3 separate regions of the Sus scrofa genome follow, and regions 1 and 2 are each linked to region 3. A link is a contact called in public HiChIP or PLAC-seq and promoter capture Hi-C data. All regions are on one chromosome and are shown on one strand. Each heading gives the region's core, a stretch centred on a gene start, on an enhancer-like site or on the middle of the called end of the contact. The rest is flanking DNA. Distances are from core to core; before and after follow the strand shown. Region 1 has its middle 69 kb from the start of ITGB6. Region 2 overlaps RBMS1 (RNA-binding motif, single-stranded-interacting protein 1). Region 3 holds the start of RBMS1 (RNA-binding motif, single-stranded-interacting protein 1).

Evidence for each region. Promoter capture Hi-C pulls out the DNA fragments that hold promoters and counts their contacts. HiChIP or PLAC-seq counts read pairs in DNA pulled down with a chosen protein or histone mark.
Region 1: a promoter capture Hi-C map of fetal liver shows a contact between it and region 3, with 2.7 times the contacts expected there. The contact joins the enhancer-like site here to the promoter of RBMS1 in region 3. A contact is called at or near these places in 3 of 5 promoter capture datasets (fetal liver, fetal skeletal muscle and liver), 4 of 47 Hi-C or Micro-C datasets (embryonic fibroblasts, fetal skeletal muscle, heart right ventricle and 1 more) and 2 of 2 datasets of contacts at active chromatin or transcription factors (alveolar macrophages and skeletal muscle).
Region 2: an H3K27ac HiChIP or PLAC-seq map of alveolar macrophages shows a contact between it and region 3. The contact joins the enhancer-like site here to the promoter of RBMS1 in region 3. A contact is called at or near these places in 2 of 5 promoter capture datasets (fetal liver and liver), 17 of 47 Hi-C or Micro-C datasets (alveolar macrophages, brain, embryonic fibroblasts and 9 more) and 2 of 2 datasets of contacts at active chromatin or transcription factors (alveolar macrophages and skeletal muscle).

Annotation. Positions count from the first base shown.
Region 1 is chr15:67,188,020-67,191,989 of Sscrofa11.1, forward strand. No RefSeq gene overlaps it. Among named protein-coding and RNA genes, the nearest start is that of ITGB6, 69 kb to the left of the region's middle. Within about 2 kb of position 2,417, at least 40 of the 83 cell types and tissues checked have an H3K27ac peak or open chromatin away from gene starts, as enhancers often do. A contact at or near this core is called in fetal liver, fetal skeletal muscle, retroperitoneal adipose tissue and 1 more, where this site is marked.
Region 2 is chr15:67,245,299-67,249,171 of Sscrofa11.1, forward strand. The region is part of intron 2 of RBMS1 (RNA-binding motif, single-stranded-interacting protein 1); the gene reads right to left. Among named protein-coding and RNA genes, the nearest start is that of ITGB6, 130 kb to the left of the region's middle. Within about 2 kb of position 2,578, at least 15 of the 83 cell types and tissues checked have an H3K27ac peak or open chromatin away from gene starts, as enhancers often do. A contact at or near this core is called in alveolar macrophages, mesenteric adipose tissue, omental adipose tissue and 1 more, where this site is marked.
Region 3 is chr15:67,407,025-67,410,971 of Sscrofa11.1, forward strand. It overlaps RBMS1 (RNA-binding motif, single-stranded-interacting protein 1), which reads right to left and starts at 2,403. Exons shown (of 14, transcript XM_003133427.6): 1 at 1,843-2,403. The coding sequence starts at 1,917. LOC106506256 (a long non-coding RNA gene) reads left to right here and starts at 2,216. Exons shown (of 3, transcript XR_001301448.2): 1 at 2,216-2,328.

The DNA of each region.
Region 1 (3,970 bases), core at 1,167-3,666, 220 kb before region 3:
CCCTGAACCTCCAAAGCTCTTTTCTTAGACCACATTTTTGTTACTTCTCCTTGAAGTACTGTCATTTATACACTGTCCCCCAACAAGAATGTCCCTTGGAGATGGGACCACATCATGTCATCTTTGTGTTTTCTGAAATCTGGTGCACTATCTTTTGAAAATAAAAAATTAATCCAATGTGCTGACCCGGAATATAGCAAGTTGTGTAACTTAAGGACGATTGGACATTTTAAAAACTTCTCGATCCTGATTATAAAATGCTTTCATTGTAGACAACTGGAAAAAGTTGGGAAAGTATAAATGAAAAAATTCAAACTTTCCATAATCCTTTCACCCACAACTAAACACTTTTAAGAACCTCCTCATCTCTTATACTTAAATATTGTTTTCATAATTATGAACATACTGTATCTACAGTGGGCCTAACAGTTTCTGTTCACCTTACATCCTGAGTATTGTTCATGCCATGGAAAATGACTTCATTTAAAAATAGCTACATAAGATTCCACTGCATGTGTTTATCATTGTGACAAAAAAAAAAAAAAAAAAAAAAAAAAAAAAAAAAAAAAAAAGAGAGAGAGAGAGAGAGAGGGAGGGAGAGAGGGAGAGAGAGAACATAGGGATTTTAACTGACTACAAGCTTTAGGAACTGAGAAGTCAAAAAGGAAACCACTTCATGGAAGGGTAGAGATGAGCAAGAGACAGGGGTTCTGGGTTTTATCCTGAGTTACCTGTGGTGTCTGTGGAGGGTGAGCTGATGAGGAACAGTTCAAGCTACAAGTAATGTTCAACCCAGAGATTTATGGAGCTGGCAGTTTCCCACATTTGAAGGATGATTGATTTGTGTCATTTTAAAAAAAGATTTAAAAAATAAATGGCCATGCAGTAAAAGAGACTTTTTGGGGTCTACATTTCTATGAATTTTAGCACATGTGTAGATTGGTATAACCACCACAATCAGCATTTAGAGTAGTTTCATCACTCCTCCTAAACTCCCCTGTACTATCCCTTTATAGGCACATCTTCCTGTCCCCTTGAACTCCTGGCAGTCACTGATAGGCTCTCTGTCACTGTGCTTTGTCTTTCCAACAACAGCAATGATCAACTTATCCCATGGCTTCTCAGTTGGCAGAACTAAGGCTGATAGTTAGAAATTACAAAATTTTGGAGTTCCCGTCGTGGCTCAGTGGTTAATGAATCTGACTAGGAACCATGGGGTTGTGTGTTTGATCCCTGGCCTTGCTCAGTGGGTTAGGGATCCAGAGTTGCTGTGAGCTGTGGTGTAGGTCACAGACGCAGCTCGGATCTGGCATTGCTGTGGCTCTGGTGTAGGCCGGCGGCTACATTTCCGATTGGACCCCTAGCCTGGCAACCTCCATACGCCATGGGTGCGGCCCTAGAAAAGGCAAAAAGACAAAAAAAAAAAAAAAAAAAAAAAAAAAAGAAATTACAAAATTGCAAATTTGACTCCTTAAACAAGTTTGAGAGCTGCTCTCCAAAGATACAGGTTGTCGAGAGAGGTGGGAAGTGCCCCATCACTGGAAGTATTCAAGCAGAGGAAGTGGCTTCAGGGATATTAGAGGGTAGGAATTACCCACAGTCTTGTTGATAATCCGTATCTTGTGTAAATGAGCAGTGGAATAACCTAGATCGAATCTCGGTCACATTAAAAAAAATAATAGCATTAAAGTTGGTATTTAATCCAAAGCCACCTGTTTTCAATTCTGAGCAGCCCAGAGACCTGCCAGCACGTTTTTGCAGCCTCAAGTCACAAGACTTCCTCCCCTGCCCCCTCCTTCCTTGAGCCTTAAAGGTCACATGTAGGAGTCCCCTGGTGACCAACTGGGTTAAGTATCCGACGTTGTCACTGCTGAAGTTCGGGTCCCTGCTGCAGCATGGGTTCGATGCCCGGCCCAGGAACTTCCACAGGCAGCATTTGCGGCCAAGAAAAAAAAAAAAAAGGTCATTTAAGTTACACTCCAATATGAGCAACAATGCTTTCATGAGGGAGCTGCCAGCATCGGGCAACGTGATTTTCTCTTTGTTAGTTCTTTCAATTAACCCCCAATTCAAGAACCCTGTAATCCCCGACGATGTGTGTCCTGTGTCCGGGGATCCTCAGTTTACATCAGCAGCGCCCCCTCCCAGGCCATCTCTGGTCTGGCGCTCGCAGCTGCAGGTGAAGAGCGACAAAATCTCCCTCTAGTGGCTCAAGTGAGAACACTCCCGAGCCCTGCAAAGACCCAAAGCGTTAGAAGCCAGGACGGACAAAGACTGAGCCACTCCGGGGCACTTCCACCGCGTTGAAATCCCATCGACTGGCCGAGTTCATCCACACGAAGGATGGGCGCAGGGCGTAGCCTCCCAGTCCCGTGGGCATCGCCGCGCCTACCAACGGCCACCTAGCTGGTGGCCCGGGTTGCCCGCGTTCTCAGCCGCCACGAGAGGTGCTGAGCTCATCTCATTGTTATTTGAGGGGAAGAACCTGCTGGGCTTTTCTTTAATCCTGAGGTCCGAGTTCTCTTCACTCCTCACCCACTTGCTATCTTCTGAAGCTTTTTGTGCATGGGGGGATGGGGGTGATGACGACAGGTCTGTGACTTTTACCCCAAGGCAGCTGGATATTTTCCCTTTTGGTTACTCTTGTGGAATGAGGATATCCACGTCAGATCTGAACATTTTTGAGCCCTCCCTCAGGCTGGGAGGTACTGCCTTTCTCCCAGTGAATTTTTAATCAGCTTTTATGGAATTTGAGAGAAGGTGGAATTCAGGTTCGTGGATTTACCCTATGCTACTGCCTGTGAAGGGTGAGAACCCTGGGCTCCCTGTCCACCCCTGCTATTCCTCATCCCTGCCTGTTCAGAGGAGAGGGAGCCTGCTTTCCTGCGAGCTGCTGCCAGCTTTCTCCCTCCCTTCCCAGGAAAGAATTCCTCCCAGATGCTCGGACCCAGGCCACCTCCGACCAAGAGGGAGTCCTGGCTCCTAACCACTGGAGGAGCCACAGCTTTTCAGTAAGGTGGCGTCAATCCCCAAATGCCCCACAGATCCTCTGTGAGGGACAGCTCTGTTTTAGCCATCAGCACTTGGTTGGCTCAGTCCTGCTGCAGATAGAAAAGGTGCTCTGAAAAAATGGTATCAGTTTGTGTAAAGACTGCCACTGGATGTCCCAGGACTCCAATGACATAAAACATCTTAAAATATGAGAACAAAAATAATGTTAACAAAACTTAAGGTGCCCAACGTATTTCTTTCCTGCCTCTTGGTTGGTGGTCATGGGCGAAAGAGCCTGGGAACAAGTGAGGCAGGGGCAGATCATGAGGCCACAAAGCTTACATTCTTAGCGGCCTGCGTGGATCTCAATGAGGCCATGCTTTGCTCCGGCCCCAACTCCTTTCTCTCTGAAGCTCTGGTTATCATCAGAGGACCCCGTTTCTTTTCTCAAAGAGCCAGTGGGCAGCAGGGCTCTCCCGGCTCTGGCAAGTCATGTACTCTAAACCCCAGGTATCTAATTCACATCGCCCATCGAGAGCCCTGGCAAGTCATGTACTCTAAACCCCAGGTATCTAATTCACATCGCCCATCGTCCACACTGTAGGGCAGGCATTGTAGAAATGGAGGCTATGAGTATTTTTCTTGCCCACTCCTTTCACCAGGAAAGAATCACTGGGCAGCAGAAACAGAATCTTGTAAGACGCTAAAACATTTCATTCACTTTGGGTAAAAGGAGTTAATCTCTTGTACTAAGAGCCTTCGCTAAAGCATGTCAGTGTGGAAGAGAGCTGCTGTTCCTCCCCATGAGTGTGGCGCTGGAGCCTCCTACTGGGGATGGCCAAATGAAGTCACTATAGGAGGCCTGGGTCAGCGAGGCACAGATAAGTTCCTCCTGAAATCCTAACCTGTGAGCCTGCTTACCAGAGATGGGACACTTTCTGCCCCCTTGCTGGGAAATGACAGTGCCACAGTTCAAAAG
Region 2 (3,873 bases), core at 1,328-3,827, 160 kb before region 3:
GACAATATTTTTTACCACAACTCACCATACTATAGCATTTATGGATGGAGAGTCACAGATGGCCAAACCCAAATTAGTGCTTCCAGGTACTAACAGGTCAGAGGAAAATAAGACTTGGTGGAAACGGAACCCAGAATTCTGCAAGTAAAGTGTAGCTTATCTGTCATAAAAATGAGTCCTGAAAAGTCTCAAAACACTGATTAATGTCTAACTGTTAAAATAAAGGCAATCCAATTATATAAAATGGTCTTTCATTTCTGACTTCAATTTATGAACTGACAATGATAGAGCATTAAAAAAATGTTCTTCTTCTCCCACCAAAACCTACAATGTATTTTCCTTGCTTTGACAATCTCACCCTCATGCTGATATAACACTTCCTCTATGAGAAGGAAGACAATGTTGTATTGGAAAGCAGAGAGAGTTGTCAAGAGCAGGAGACCTCTCCTCAAGTGCTGGTTCAGCCTCTGCCCAGCCCTGTGATTCTGGTGCGGGTGCCTGGCCTCAATGCCCTGACTTAAAACACCTACCCCCTAAAGGCATGATATTGTGACATCATCTGCCTTGTGCACTGCAGTTCGGGGGCCAGGGCATGCTGACACATCACAGATATTTGGCAGCAATAAATGTTAACCTTTTCTCCTTCCCACCCCACCCCCAATTATCTTGAATAAAGGCACTTCTAATTCTTACCACTGGAGAGCACTAAGCTGCATTACACACCTCACCTTCACAATGACATGATTCTGAGCCACAAAATGCTGAGAAAGCGTATGCCTATCATTTCTATAGTTGCTTTTCAGTACGGTTCTTTGCATAGTGAAACCCCTCAATATGTACTGTTTGAATGAATGAAACCAAAACATGCAATACAAATTTTTTCCCCTTAGAGTATTTGTTGTGGGGAATTGAGGGAAGTTGGCAGTTGTGGAGAGAAGGGAAATACATTCTGCCTTGAAAAATGAACACGGCCTTGTGTTTTATCCTAATTTAGCTTATAAAAACAAATGAAGGAAGTAAAGTAATTTAGGAGTTTAACATGGAATTAAAAGTTGCTACCAAAAAGACAACTGTAAAAGGTTGTTGGGGGAAAAAAACCCAAAAAACTAAGAAGAATTTTAGTTCCTAGGTTACTTTTCAAATATCTCTAAATTTGTTACTCCTTTTAAAAGAAAAACTAGAACTCTTACACACACACACACACACACACACACACCCAGTAACAGAGAACTGTGTCAGAGTCTGTAGAAACTGAATGTATTAAACTCCAACACCGAAAATCATCAAGGCCTGCTTCATTCAAAACAAGAACAACGTGACAGAGAGTAAAAGTAAACGTACTCTCTGAAGCAAAGAGGGTTATCTGAAACTATTAAAACGGAGTGTGCAAACTACCTAGAAATTTCTCCTGATTCTGACATGAGCTGAAAACGGCAGGAGTCAAATTGGACATTTCCTAGACTGAACACGAATGTTGGCTTTGATCCAGAACATGGCACCAGCATATTGATTTCCAAATGCTGTCAGGCCATCCTTTTCTAAAGTAATAAATCCTGACTGCCCCACGACCTTGAAAAGCCGGTGTGAAGAACAGACAGAAAAGGAAAATGATATCTATTTTACTCACTTCAGTTCTAAGAAATCTGGGGATGTGATACAAATGTATCATTAGTAAAAAATACACTTGGGCTGGATAGGCAAGGGAATGCTAATGTAGCCTGCCAGCACAGTTGATGTTTCTAAACTTAGATGTTTCATTCAAGGGTCACTCGTGACAATGGTCACGTCTCTTCAGGGCGGATCTAATGGAAAAGGATAAATAGGGCTCCAATGCTGGTTTCCTACTGATCTGCTCCAAATAAGACTATCCTTAGACACTGCAGATAAAGATAAGCAATCATTCCAAAGACAGAGCAATACCGCTCTAAAAATTTCTAATCTTAAAGCTTAAGAAAATCAGAGAAGAATTATCTTTATGTGGGAAAAAAAAAAAAAATGGAGCCAAAGTGAGCCAAAAGCTGTTAAATTACTTTAGTATCAGTTTCACAAAATTTCCATATTTCAATGAAGGTAATAAGACTCTCTCTCTCATGATAGCTTAAATTTGCTGCATCTTCCAGAATGTACAAGTATGAGTGCTGTGAATAAAGACTGGGGCTAAAAGTACTTCTTATTTACATGACATAATCAGGATTTCCCAATCTTGTTGTTTTGAGAAATCTTGCATCATAGGAGAGGCGCTAATGGAAAGGGGACATATCATTCCCATTCTTTAAAAGAACAAAAAAAACCTAGATTCTAGAAAGGCAGGTAAGGCTTATGGAGCTAAAGCAAAATTCCAGAATGGACTGGATAGAGAGACTGGTGAAAAGAACAGGCACCAGAGAAGTCCTTCCCAGGAAGACACCCATGGTGAAACTTTTGCTCTTTCTACCCTGGGGAGTAGTGAGGAAGTCAAGGTTGCTCAGAAATGCTACAAAGTATATTTTGCTTTGAGCTAAATAAAAATCATTATTTGCTGGTGGATTAGACAAGGACATCTGGGAAGAGGAAATGTGGTTTGGATGAGTGGGTAACTAGCTAAACAAGTGACTGAGCTAGTCTGATGGTCAAGGCCGACGCATGTAGGGATGTGTCACAAGGCTCTGTTCTTGGCCAGAACTTTTTCAACATCTAAAAATTGGCACAAATCGGGTCACTGACTGCACTCTTATTAAATATATGAATGTTCCAAAGCTAGTGGGGAATGGTGAATGTAAGGTGGTAGAAATAGTGCTTGGAAATTATTTCAATAGGCTAGAATGAATTCTTGGCCAAAGCCAACACTATAATATTTAATAGGGAAAAATAAGCCTTACGTATAAGTTCCAAAGGGAGGGATAATCAACTGTATAACTTTAGGGAAAGCCTTGGTTTCTCACATGAAAATACCTGGCTTTTCTGGCAAGGAACAAATTCAAGTTCTCTAGATGAAACAGATATAGGTTGCACTGAGAAAAATATACGATCCTGATCTTAGAAAGAAATTATGCTTTGGGGGCTCTTTGCTCACCATCTTCTGACCCCCATAGTGATGGGCTGAACTGGGTACCCCCAAAAGATATGTCCAAGTCCTAAGCTCCAGTGACTGTGAATGTGGTCTGATTTGGACATAGGGTCTTTGCAGATATAACTGAATTAAGATAAGGCCATTAGGGTAGGCCCACATCCAATGTTACAGGTGTCCTTCTAAGAGGGAATCTGGACCCAGACAGAATCACAGGGAGAAGGTATGTGTTGACTGAGATGAGCCCGGGGATGCAGCTGTGAACCAGAGCACTAAGAACTGCAGGCAAAGCACCACCAGCTGTACGGGGAAGGATTCTCCCTTAAGCTTTCAGAGGGAACATGGTTCTACTGACACCTTAATTTTGGACTTCTAGCCTCTAAAACTGTGGGATAATAACACATTATTTTAAGTCATCAAGTTTGTGGTACTCTGCAACAGCAACCCTGGGAATTCACACAGCTCCAGCTGCCTTTTGATCCTGTATAAGGCCCTGCGCTTGTCCTGCTCCATCTTCATCTTCTGCCCTTCAAGAAGTTACTTCACTGGGGAAATTCAGTCTCATTCTGCAAGGCTCAGTTTCATGGTTCTCTCCAGTAGCAGCAAGCCTTCTCTGACCTTCCCTGACCAAGCTAAGCGCTGCCTCTGCACTGGCCCGAGGCAGTGGGTCCTCAGTGTTCTTGGTGCAGCCCTCGGCCCGCTGCTACACCAACCCCATGTCTGCATCCGCATCACATCAGTCTGTGTTCCCTCAGACTGCTTTCCTCTTAGCATCTCAGGCCCTGGCATAGTGCCTGGCAAAAAATAATCAGTCAAAATTTAGGAGG
Region 3 (3,947 bases), core at 1,153-3,652:
TTCTGGGATCCAACCCTAATTACTAGAGCAGGCTCTTGCCGTTTGTCTCTCTCTTCAATTATTTACAGGGCAAAAAGAGCCAAGTGGCATTGCATTAGCTATATTAAATGCTATGCACTTGGTTTCTAACTTACCAATGGTATATAAAAATTACTAGGGTGGATGTGCCTGTATAAACATGGCCTTTTTTCTTCTTCACCTGAGGGTACGCTATTTATTATTCATATAGTTAAACGTTGAATAGGCTGTCCTTTAGGTACCCAATGCTGCGCAATCTAAACAAGTGCATTAAACACATGTGATATCTAAAAAGCAATGCATTGATTACACTTAAAATTTCTTTGAACAACTTATATTTACAATGTAGCTCACCAAAATCGGGTACCTCCCTCCCGTCCATGAAAACAAATACCAAAGTGACCACACAGAAATGAATAATGCTCAACCATCTTGCTGCTTTTCCGAAAACCAAAGTAAAATGAAAATAGGAGGAGGGTGAAATAAGGCCCTTGAAGGCTAACAAATGTCTGGTCTCTATGCGGACAAGTGTCCTTTTTACATGGACAGATACAGAACTAGGGTGTAAGTACCTTAACATGGACCACACACACTTTAAGAAAGAAAAGCTTATCAAGGTTCAATCAGAGATTCTTTGTACCAGGCCAGAAATGCCCTGTGTCAGCAAGCAGAGCATGATTATAACCCCTCAAAGAAAGTTCAGATACTGTGCCCATACTTGATTCTTTCGTGATCTACAAGGGCACCAGGAGTCAAGGGAGATGCTAATTGCTGAAGAAGGCTGGTAGCCAACTTATGCCCTCCTAAACCGTGGAAGAAGCTTCCAAAGCAGTGAAACCCTCACTCTTTGTGGACCCATTTTTTTTTTTTCAAATGAATTCAGGAGGAATCAAATTCTTATTGTAAAAATAGCATAGGCCCACTAACAACGTACCCAGGGTCCCTAGAAAGCCAGTCGCAATCTGTATGCAACATGTCATCTGCTGTGTCACCCAAGAGTGTGACAAGGCCACTTTTGAGAAAGCACCACTGGAAATCGATCGGTGGTAAACATATAAGGTAGTATTTTTCTAAACTAAATACGAAGTCACTTCTTTCTCTGCACCGAAATATGCCCATTGTCCGTCCTTTGCAAAAGCTACAGGGAAGATTAAAGGGACATCAATGAACGCTGAGTGAACTTTGGCCACTTTTCTACCCAAAACACCAGCGTAAAAGTAGAAATCAGTAACCAGGTGAAGTGCCACACCGCACAAAGATCAACGCGAGGGGCGGGCGCGCAGGGCCGGAGGCGGGGAGGGAAAAGTCCCGTCCCCCCCACCCCCAACCCCTCCAGCCCCAGTCACCGCGCGCGCGGGAGGCTGAGGGGCGTCCCCGGGGGCGGGAGGCTCCGCGCCACTCGGAGGGAAACCGAGAGTTGCTGCTCGCCACGCGAGGCCCAGGAGAAGGTGGTCGAAGATCCGCGCCGCCGGCGGGGCCGGGCACGGGCCCCAGGCGTCAGCGACCCAGCAGCAGACGCTCGACGAGGGGCGCCGCTCGGCTCGCGACCCTCCCCGCCTCCCAGGCCAGGAAGGGGCCGGCGGCTCTTTCCTGTCTAGTCTCTCCCCCCGCGGCTCTCTGTAACCCGATCCCCGCACTCCGCTCCGCGGGCAGCCGCCGCCCGGCGCGCAGCCTGGCTTCGCCCAGGCCAGCGCTATAGTTAGCAACCTTCCAGCAACTCCGCCGGGGGCGGCGGGGACTAGCCGCGCGCCCCTTCCGGGCCCGAGCAGCGCGCGCCCCCGGCGTCCCCTCCTCCCGGGTCCCCTGTCTCCCGCTCCCCCTTACCTTCGCTTGAAGATACTGGGGGTAATAGTAGGTGGCGTACTGAGGGTACATCTGCTGTTTCCACACTTTGCCCATGAAGCTGGAAGGGAGCCTGCCGTGCAGGGTCGCGGGCACTTTGAGGTTTCCAAGTCTCGATCTCTCCTGCCTCTCCCTTTCCGGCGGCGGCGGCGGCGGCGGCTGCCGCTGCTCCACCTCCCAGCCCGGACCAGACGTCCTCCTCCTCCTCCTTCCTCTCCTCCTCCTCCTTCTTCTCCCAGGCACAGAGAAAGACACTGCAGAGCGCAGAGGGCACCCCGGACAGGGCGCTCCCAAGGAGTTGCCTCCCGGAGCCCAACTGCTCCGGGGCTGCCAAGGACTGGCGCTCTGGCAGCGCTCCGCTCCGGCAAGCAGGCTGAGCGGGGCCAGGAGGTGATCAATACCAGTGGAAAGTGCTGCTGCGGCGGCGGCGGCGGCGGCGGCTGCGCTCGGTGCCAGGCGGCATCTGGGGTGGGTGCGCCCGATTGGGAGAGGGGAGAGGGGCTGGCGGGCCGAGGCCGTGGGGGAAGGGCGGTGGGGGCGTGGCTTGGGCGCCGTGGAGCCGGGACCGGCTGGAGGTGAGGGCTGAGTTTTAACCACTCCTCACCTCCCAGGCTCGGGGTTGGACGGGCGGAAACCTTGGGAGTCCGGATCGCTTTGTGTTGAGGGTAAAGGGTGGGGTTGGATTTGGGGGGGACACAGCTTAAGAACTGCAGAGTGGACACCTCGTTTGCTTTCATGAGTTTTTATCTCGAGAGAGAGGGGAGGTAAGGGGGAACGAGAAGGAAATCTGATTAATCTCTTACTCTCCCCCCCAATGATTTTTTTTTTCCTTTTTTTTTCACAAGGGAAGGAAAATAATTTGGTGTCCAACCACAAAGCTGGAGTCAGAATGCCTGGGTTCTGTCCCTTCCATTCCCACCCCCCCTCAGGCCACAACACTAATTTTCTAGATGACCTTGGGAGGTTTAGTGTCCTTCGGTATGGTTTTCCCAGATGTGAGAGGTGAAATCATGCCCTCTGCACCAGAGGAGGCAAAGCGGTCGGGTGCGCGCGCAAGCGCACCACACACACACACACACACACACACACACACCCACACCACCCTCACAACAAATAGACGGATCCTTCTAAGGGGGAGATGCCGCAGAGAGGCAGAACGTTATTATCAGAGGACACAATATAGACATCAGCTTTTCTCTGCCTCTTTCTAACGCTGCCAGACAGTCTGTCAACTCCCACTCAGGAGCAAGGAAACTCCCTGAGTTTGGAATATTTTAAGGCCATTTTGAAAGTCACGCTGGCATATTGTTGCAGTGTGCTTCTGTGACATATTAAAATCAATCTCTTTCTGCCTCTCTCCATCTCCTAATTGTCACAGCTCCAGACAGCCCCAGACAGCAGTGGTTCAGTTCACTACATAACTGGATATAATTTAATGGAGTTAATTGGTCCCTTAAGCTGCCTGTAGAAGACTTTTATATTCCAGCGCAACAAGAGATAATACTAAAATGTACAAATAGGATAAGTAAGAAAGCACTTTCAAATTGGAGATCTTGCACATCTAATAAAATGTAATGAAAAATTAATTTGTTATTAAATAGACCTTGATCACTTCGTTTTGTCATTTTGATTTTCTGACAGTCTGTGTTCATAGTTGCACAAAGGTAAATCAAACTGAAATGGAATGCATGATTTCGTTAAACAGTGACATTTTTATTTGATTACATTTCAAAAGGCTTAATAAGGTACTTTAAAACAATGCAATAGTGAAATGAAACCTTTATCACCTTTATATGATTTAGACAAATTTCTGGGTTATACATTGTGAAAAAACAAATTTTTGGATATGCCGGGAGGCAAATCATGTTCTCTTAAAAATAATTAAGAGTTAACCTATGTCAAATCCTACAAAGAAACAAGTATTGCTTGAGCTTCTGCTGTGTGGTGGGCCCTGCTGAGGTCAATGTCAATCTGGATGTTGGTTCAGAAGGTTCATTGTCTAGCTAGGGGAGCTAAAAATAGTTCTTTACACTGTTTCTATGTGGGACCCTTTAATGTATTTGATAAGGGAACTGATATGAACTAAC